Regions from separate parts of the Mus musculus genome. Here region 1 is linked to region 2. A link is a contact called in public ChIA-PET data. All regions are on one chromosome and are shown on one strand. The core of a region is the stretch at or near the end of the contact, and the rest is flanking DNA. Distances in the headings are between cores, read along the strand shown.

Evidence for each region. ChIA-PET counts read pairs in DNA pulled down with a chosen protein or histone mark.
Region 1: an RNA polymerase II ChIA-PET map of memory CD8 T cells shows a contact between it and region 2, with 48 read pairs. The contact joins the promoter of Trim39 here to the promoter of H2-T22 in region 2. A contact is called at or near these places in 4 of 115 datasets of contacts at active chromatin or transcription factors (the SCID.adh cell line, bone marrow-derived macrophages, effector CD8 T cells and 1 more).

Annotation. Positions count from the first base shown.
Region 1 is chr17:36,269,859-36,272,778 of GRCm38.p6, reverse strand. Trim39 (tripartite motif-containing 39) reads left to right here and starts at 1,346. Exons shown (of 7, transcript NM_178281.1): 1 at 1,346-1,442.
Region 2 is chr17:36,041,133-36,044,245 of GRCm38.p6, reverse strand. It overlaps H2-T22 (histocompatibility 2, T region locus 22), which reads left to right and starts at 1,504. Exons shown (of 9, transcript NM_010397.5): 1 at 1,504-1,904; 2 at 2,118-2,378; 3 at 2,561-2,797. The coding sequence starts at 1,820. It overlaps Gm6034 (predicted gene 6034), which reads right to left and starts at 1,285. Exons shown (of 3, transcript NM_001034909.3): 1 at 1,029-1,285. The coding sequence starts at 1,116.

The sequences.
Region 1 (2,920 bases), core at 97-2,596, 230 kb before region 2:
AAGCTCCATCTGCTCTCCCAGAGAAACTTAAGCAAGGTCTTCAAAGAGAAAGAAGCAGGCTTTGGTTCCCACCCAGTGTTTCCTGAGCACAGGATTTGGTCCTCCTGGCATCCTAGATGCAGGGGCAGCAAAGCACCGAACTAGACCGGTTTTCTACACTCCAGCTCCAGCCAGGGAAAGCGTTTCGCTAATGTCAGCTGTGGTGGCTACTCCTGGTGGTCAACTTGACTATCTGGAAGGAATTACAACCCAGAATTGGAGGGCTCACCTGTGATCCAGATCTTGAGGCTGGAAGACACAAGTTTCTGACCTGGATCTTGACATGGAGATCTTGAGGTACAGTGGCCATTAAGTTTAGGACCAGGCAAGGCAGTACACGACTTCAATCCCAGACTGGGGCAAGGAGTTCTCTGAGTTCAAAGTCAGCCCGGGAGAAAGCAAGTCCCAAATCCAAACAAGGTGGTGCACACCTTAATCTGGGCCACGCCTTCTGCTGGAAGTCTACATAAGGACATAGGAAGAAGGAAGATTCTCTTCTTCACGGGCTTGCACTTACTTGCCAGCACATCTGTCGGAACCTACTTCTACAGAAGACCAGCTGAAAGAACTAGCCACGTGGGACTGCGCAACTACTAGATTCTTGGACTTCCCATCCACAGCTGCCCATTGTTGGGTTAGCCTGTAAGTCATCACGATTAATTATAGAGAGAGAAACATTCACTAGGTTCTGTAGCTCTAGAGAACCCCTGGCTAATACATCACCCAACCGGAGGAGGGGAAAAGACGCACCTCGGTCTGCAGCCAAGATAACTCACCTACTACAGCTTGCCGGTTAAATTGCCAAACCTCAGCCAGTCGGAAGTGACGTGCCAGCATAGACTCTCAGGTCGGCCACGTAATACACCGCCGCCTTAAACAGCAACCCTCCCCCAGAATTGACCCGGAGACCGGGAAAGTGTGGCCCAACGCCCACAACCCGTAGCCGCCCAGGCCTCTGCGGTTCCCAGCCCCACCGAGGACCAGCTTGAGCCTCTGCGGGCTCGCTGACCGCGCAGCTCTGCCAGCCCAGCCACGGCGCGCTGCCCGCCATGGGGTTCGGCGTCTCGCCACGCGCATGCGCGGCCCTCAGTCTCCGGGGGACCGCTCTGGTCACCTGGGCGCCAGCACCTCAGCCACGGGAAGCGGCGGGTTCCCTCTCGCCCGGTAAACTAGCCGCGCAGGCCCTCGCCTCCGGCTCTCCGCCCGCCACCCGCCGCGGGCCCGACTAGGCCCTGGCACGGCGGCTCGGCGCCGCGCAGCTGTCTTCCATCGCCGCAGCGCGGCTTCCGCTTCCGGCGAGTATTGTGTGTCGCGCCGCGGGGCGGGGGTGAGGGGAGGAGGAAGGAGGGAGGCAGTGCTCCGGCGGCTCCGCGCCCGGCACTCCGGGACCCGGAGCCGGGAAGGTAGGTGCTGCGCCGCCGCCACAAGGGTCCCGCAGCCGGCTCCAGCGAGCGGGCTCCTCTCGCCGCGGCCCTACGCCCGGCGAGTACGTCAGCCGGCCGGCGCGCAACCACAGCTGCCTCCGCCCGCCTCGGGCCCGGAGGACGTTTGCCGCCCCGGCGACGTCAGCGCGTCCGGCGTTGCTTGGCTACCCCGCCGTTCCCCTGTCCCGCTGCCTTTGGTCTCCCCGGGTGAAACTGACGCAGTCATCGCGGGTCTGGGCTGCGACATGGCAGCGGGCATCCCACCTTCACGTCACACCTCTCCCTCACTTAGACACGCATCCGTTCCTCCCTGCCAAGCACGACGTATGCTCCCTCACTCTGGTCCTCATGCTCCCGATATGGCTGGAGAAGATGGAGAACGGGTGGGACAGAGTTGTGGCCAGTGCTTGAAAGAGGCTCCTGAGGTGGTACCCAATAGTGATTAAAGGCAAAACGTGGACGTCTCTGACGCGATTACTTACACTGAGATCGAGTAATGGAGAGTGGGAGGAAGGATCAAGCCAGAGGAGCACAAGGCCATATTATGGCTGCCCTCTACACCACCACCACACCACCCCCAGCTCCAAATCCTCTCCGTTCTTCACTATCCTTGAGCCCGTTTCTCTCTCATACCATCTATTTGCTAATTAGATACATGCAGGTCTCTCAAGTGTGAATATGGTTCAGTTTTAGGTGAGGATGCCACTTATCTGTAGGATTGAGGAGGAGGAGGCTAAGTCACTAGTCAAAACTGGATTCTAATGGGCAGAGAAGAAAGAAATCATCCAACTGTACTTATCTGGATCAATTCTTTTCTCCATTAAAAGAGGATAAGTTACCAACTCCTACTTAAAATCCTTCCATTTGTACCACCAGTATACAGAAATAATCATTGTTGCCCCAATTCATTACATGGGCACTTTTCTGTCGATGGGTAGACCTATCAAATTTCCTTCCTTTTTGGGGGGCCCCTTTTGGGACAGAAGGAAAGTAGGGGGTTATGGGACCAGATAAATTAGCTTACTTATGTATTGACATCTTAAGAATGGAGAGCTTTGGTTGTCTCTTTCCATACACTTATTCATTTATTGAGACCAATAACTATTTATTGGTTATATTTAATTTAGGCTGGCCTCGAGTTCCTGAGGCTCCTGCCTTTGCCTCCTCGGTACATGCGCTACCTACCTAGTATTAACCATACCTGGCTAATTTCCTTCCTAATCACTGACTATCTAAGGAGTTAGTTATCAGTAGTGACGTTGAAAGACTGCAGTCACCACTGAATGTTTAGAATGTACTTGCCAGCTCTCTCTCCAAGAAGCTGCTGCCCTCAATGCACTCAATGGTGCTTCCTTAGAGCTGATATGTATTTGTTGCTTTGCAGCCATCCCAGCTGCACACAAATAGAAATGCGGTGAGTGACAGGAGCATCTTCAAGAAGAGAGCGTTCTTCCTTT
Region 2 (3,113 bases), core at 255-2,754:
TCCATCCCTCATCTTCTCAACTTTCAGCCCAGCTGCCAGCCAACAGCTCCCTTGGCTAGATGCTCTTGGCCACTTTGTTTCTTCTCCCTGTCCTGGTTCTCTCTCTCTCTCTCTCTCTCTCTCTCTCTCTCTCTCTCTCTCTCTCTCTCTCTCTCTCTCTCTCTCTCTCCCTCTCTCTCTCTCTCTCTCTCTCTCTCCTCCGACTGCCTTCCCCCATCTCCCTCTCATGGCCAGGTCTATTCTGCTGGCTGTGTTCAGTCTGAGCTCTTCCTTTTCCTTCACCACGACTAGAACTGTGAAATGGCTGTACCATTTTCATTCACTACCACCCTCACTCTAGCTCAATTAGATTTTCATGACCCCTGACAACCATTTCCCACACAAAGAAGAATGAGGCAGTGCTGGGCTCCTTCTCCCCAGCCCTCCCCCAATAACCACCCTGACTATTAACCTTCACAAGGTCAGTCCATCAAATGCTAGTTCAGTGAAGGGACTCTGCAAAAGTCATTAGGGCTCCGAACCAGCTGACTTTACTCTGAGGGACTGTCCTGATCAGGGCAAATATTAAAAGGACTGCGTTCTGTGCCCAGACCCACAGTGTGATGACTCTACACAGGAGATTTCCTCCAATGGCCTTCATAAAGCCACCCAAAGAACCCAAAGTCCATGGAGAGTAACCAACATTCCTGCTCTGCTCCATCCAGCAAGGACAGGGGACCTTGCCCAGAAACTGAGAAATGGAATCCTGCCACATGTTCCCTGTGAGCTTTGAGAACTCTGCTTCAGAGATGAGTCCCAACCTTGTGCAAAACTCCATAATGCGAGCTAGTCAACTTGGCAGGTTCATTGAGAAAATATAACTCACTGGTCCTTGGCAGTGCATGTCTTTAATGCCAGCACTCGGGGGTGAGAAACAGGTGGATCTCCTGAGTTTGAGGCAAGCCTGGCCTAAAAAGGAAAGTCCTGAAGGGAGACAGACAGACAGACAGACAGACAGACAGACAGACAGACAGGAGAAGGGATCTCACCTAGGTCTCCAGTGAATTCTACCAAAAAGCTGGCTATTGCCAACATGGGCCCTGGGATGTTTCCTTCTGGAGGAGTCCTGTGTCCCATGAGAGGGCCTGAGATCAGTGTGCAGTCTCCCCTGGATTCCACAGACAGCCTCTGAACAGGTCTCGGGAAGACGGAGTGAAGGAACAGCTCTTTCAGCGCTTTCTGGGCACTTTGGGAGTCTGTGCAAATCCCTGGCAGGCAAGGACTCTCAGGACCTCAAGAGGAAAGTAGCTGGGAGAGTCCCTAATTGGCTTAGTTTCACTTTCGAATCCCCAACTTCTCTTGAGTTTTTCTGCCTAGATATTGATGACTTGGCACTAGTTCTCACTTTCTGTAGGGCAATTTCTCCTAATTATTTGATTGGCTAATAACGACGACAAGAAGCCAATCGCTGGGCTAAGATGAAAAGGCAAGAAAGGAAGTCATGACGTGGGAGAAAGGAACGCCTTTTACCGCCCTGCTCTCTCTGCGACCCTCCTCTCCCCAGGCAGGGTTGAGAGCAAGAAGGTGCAGGATGTAGGCCTGCAGAATTGTCAGACCCAGTGGCGGCTTTTGCCACTGGAAGAATTTCCAACATAAAACAGAGGATCAGTTTGGGACAATCGATTCTGCGACCAGAGGTAGTGTCATTTGGTTACTTTTAAAATTCAGATTTTCTGGTGTTTTCCAATCACTCGCGACTGTAATTTGAAGTTGGGTTCTGAGATAATACAATCGCTGTCGCTCTAGTTTATAAAGCTGTCCAAGATCTGCCCAGTCCCAGATGTCCTGGGTCCTCAGGGCCGCTGTGGTCTGCGCCCTTCTCCTGCAGCTGGATGCCAGACCATCCTGGACTCGGATCCCTTTGGGTGAGTGAGACCGGGGAGGGAAACTGTCTCTACTGGGAAGGCTAGGGATAGCACCACCCAGTCTCTGCACCACCCAGCAAGATCCTCCAGCCCCCCTTTTTCAGCTGTCCCGAGCTTGGCGCCCTGCTCCCTTCCCGGCCCGCACTCCCGCTCGAGATCGAGATGGGGATCGAGGAGGAGGAGGTCGGGGTCTCATCGCGCTCCTCCTCCCAGGTTCACACTCGCTTAGGTATTTCTACACCGCTGTGTCCCGGCCTGGCCTTGGGGAGCCCTGGTTCATAATCGTCGGCTATGTGGACGACATGCAGGTCCTGCGCTTCAGCAGCAAGGAGGAGACTCCGAGGATGGCACCCTGGCTGGAGCAGGAGGAAGCAGATAACTGGGAGCAGCAGACTCGTATAGTCACAATTCAAGGACAGCTGTCTGAAAGGAATCTGATGACCCTGGTTCATTTTTACAACAAGAGCATGGACGGTGAGTGATCCGAACCCATCCCAAGGATGTACCAGGGTTGTCCATATTCACTAGACCAGAGTTTCACCCAACACATGCCCAGTTCCTCAAAAACCAAGAGTCTGCAGGGATTTACTTGGAGTTGGTCTGTGTTCTACTCGTGTTGCTGCGACAGGACTGACCACCAACTATGTCCTTCCTAGACTCTCACACACTACAGTGGCTGCAAGGCTGCGATGTGGAGCCAGATCGGCACCTGTGTCTCTGGTACAACCAGCTCGCCTATGATAGCGAGGATCTCCCCACCCTGAACGAAAACCCAAGTTCCTGTACAGTGGGAAACAGCACTGTACCTCACATCTCTCAGGACCTGAAGAGCCACTGCTCAGATCTGCTGCAGAAATACCTGGAAAAAGGGAAGGAGAGGCTGCTGCGTTCAGGTGCCCAGGGGAGCCAAACCATGTCTGTTTCCTTTAGGCTACTTGCTGGGAGTTTGGAGAGCTGGAGGTGCTGGGTGGGAAGAGAGGACTTGGAGTACAGCTCACAGTTGAGCACTCCCCAGCAAGCACAACTTCTGGTTTAGATCCTTAGCATTCGCAAAAGAGGAGAGGGAGGCAGGTGAATGGGAAGGACTTTTCTCACTCCTCCCCAAGTCCAGAGAGGCAAGAGGCTCTTGTGTTCCAGATCTGTGACAAAACAATGACTTCTTCACAGGACAACCCCTCTCTTACTAGCAAGAAATTCATTTTGGAGACC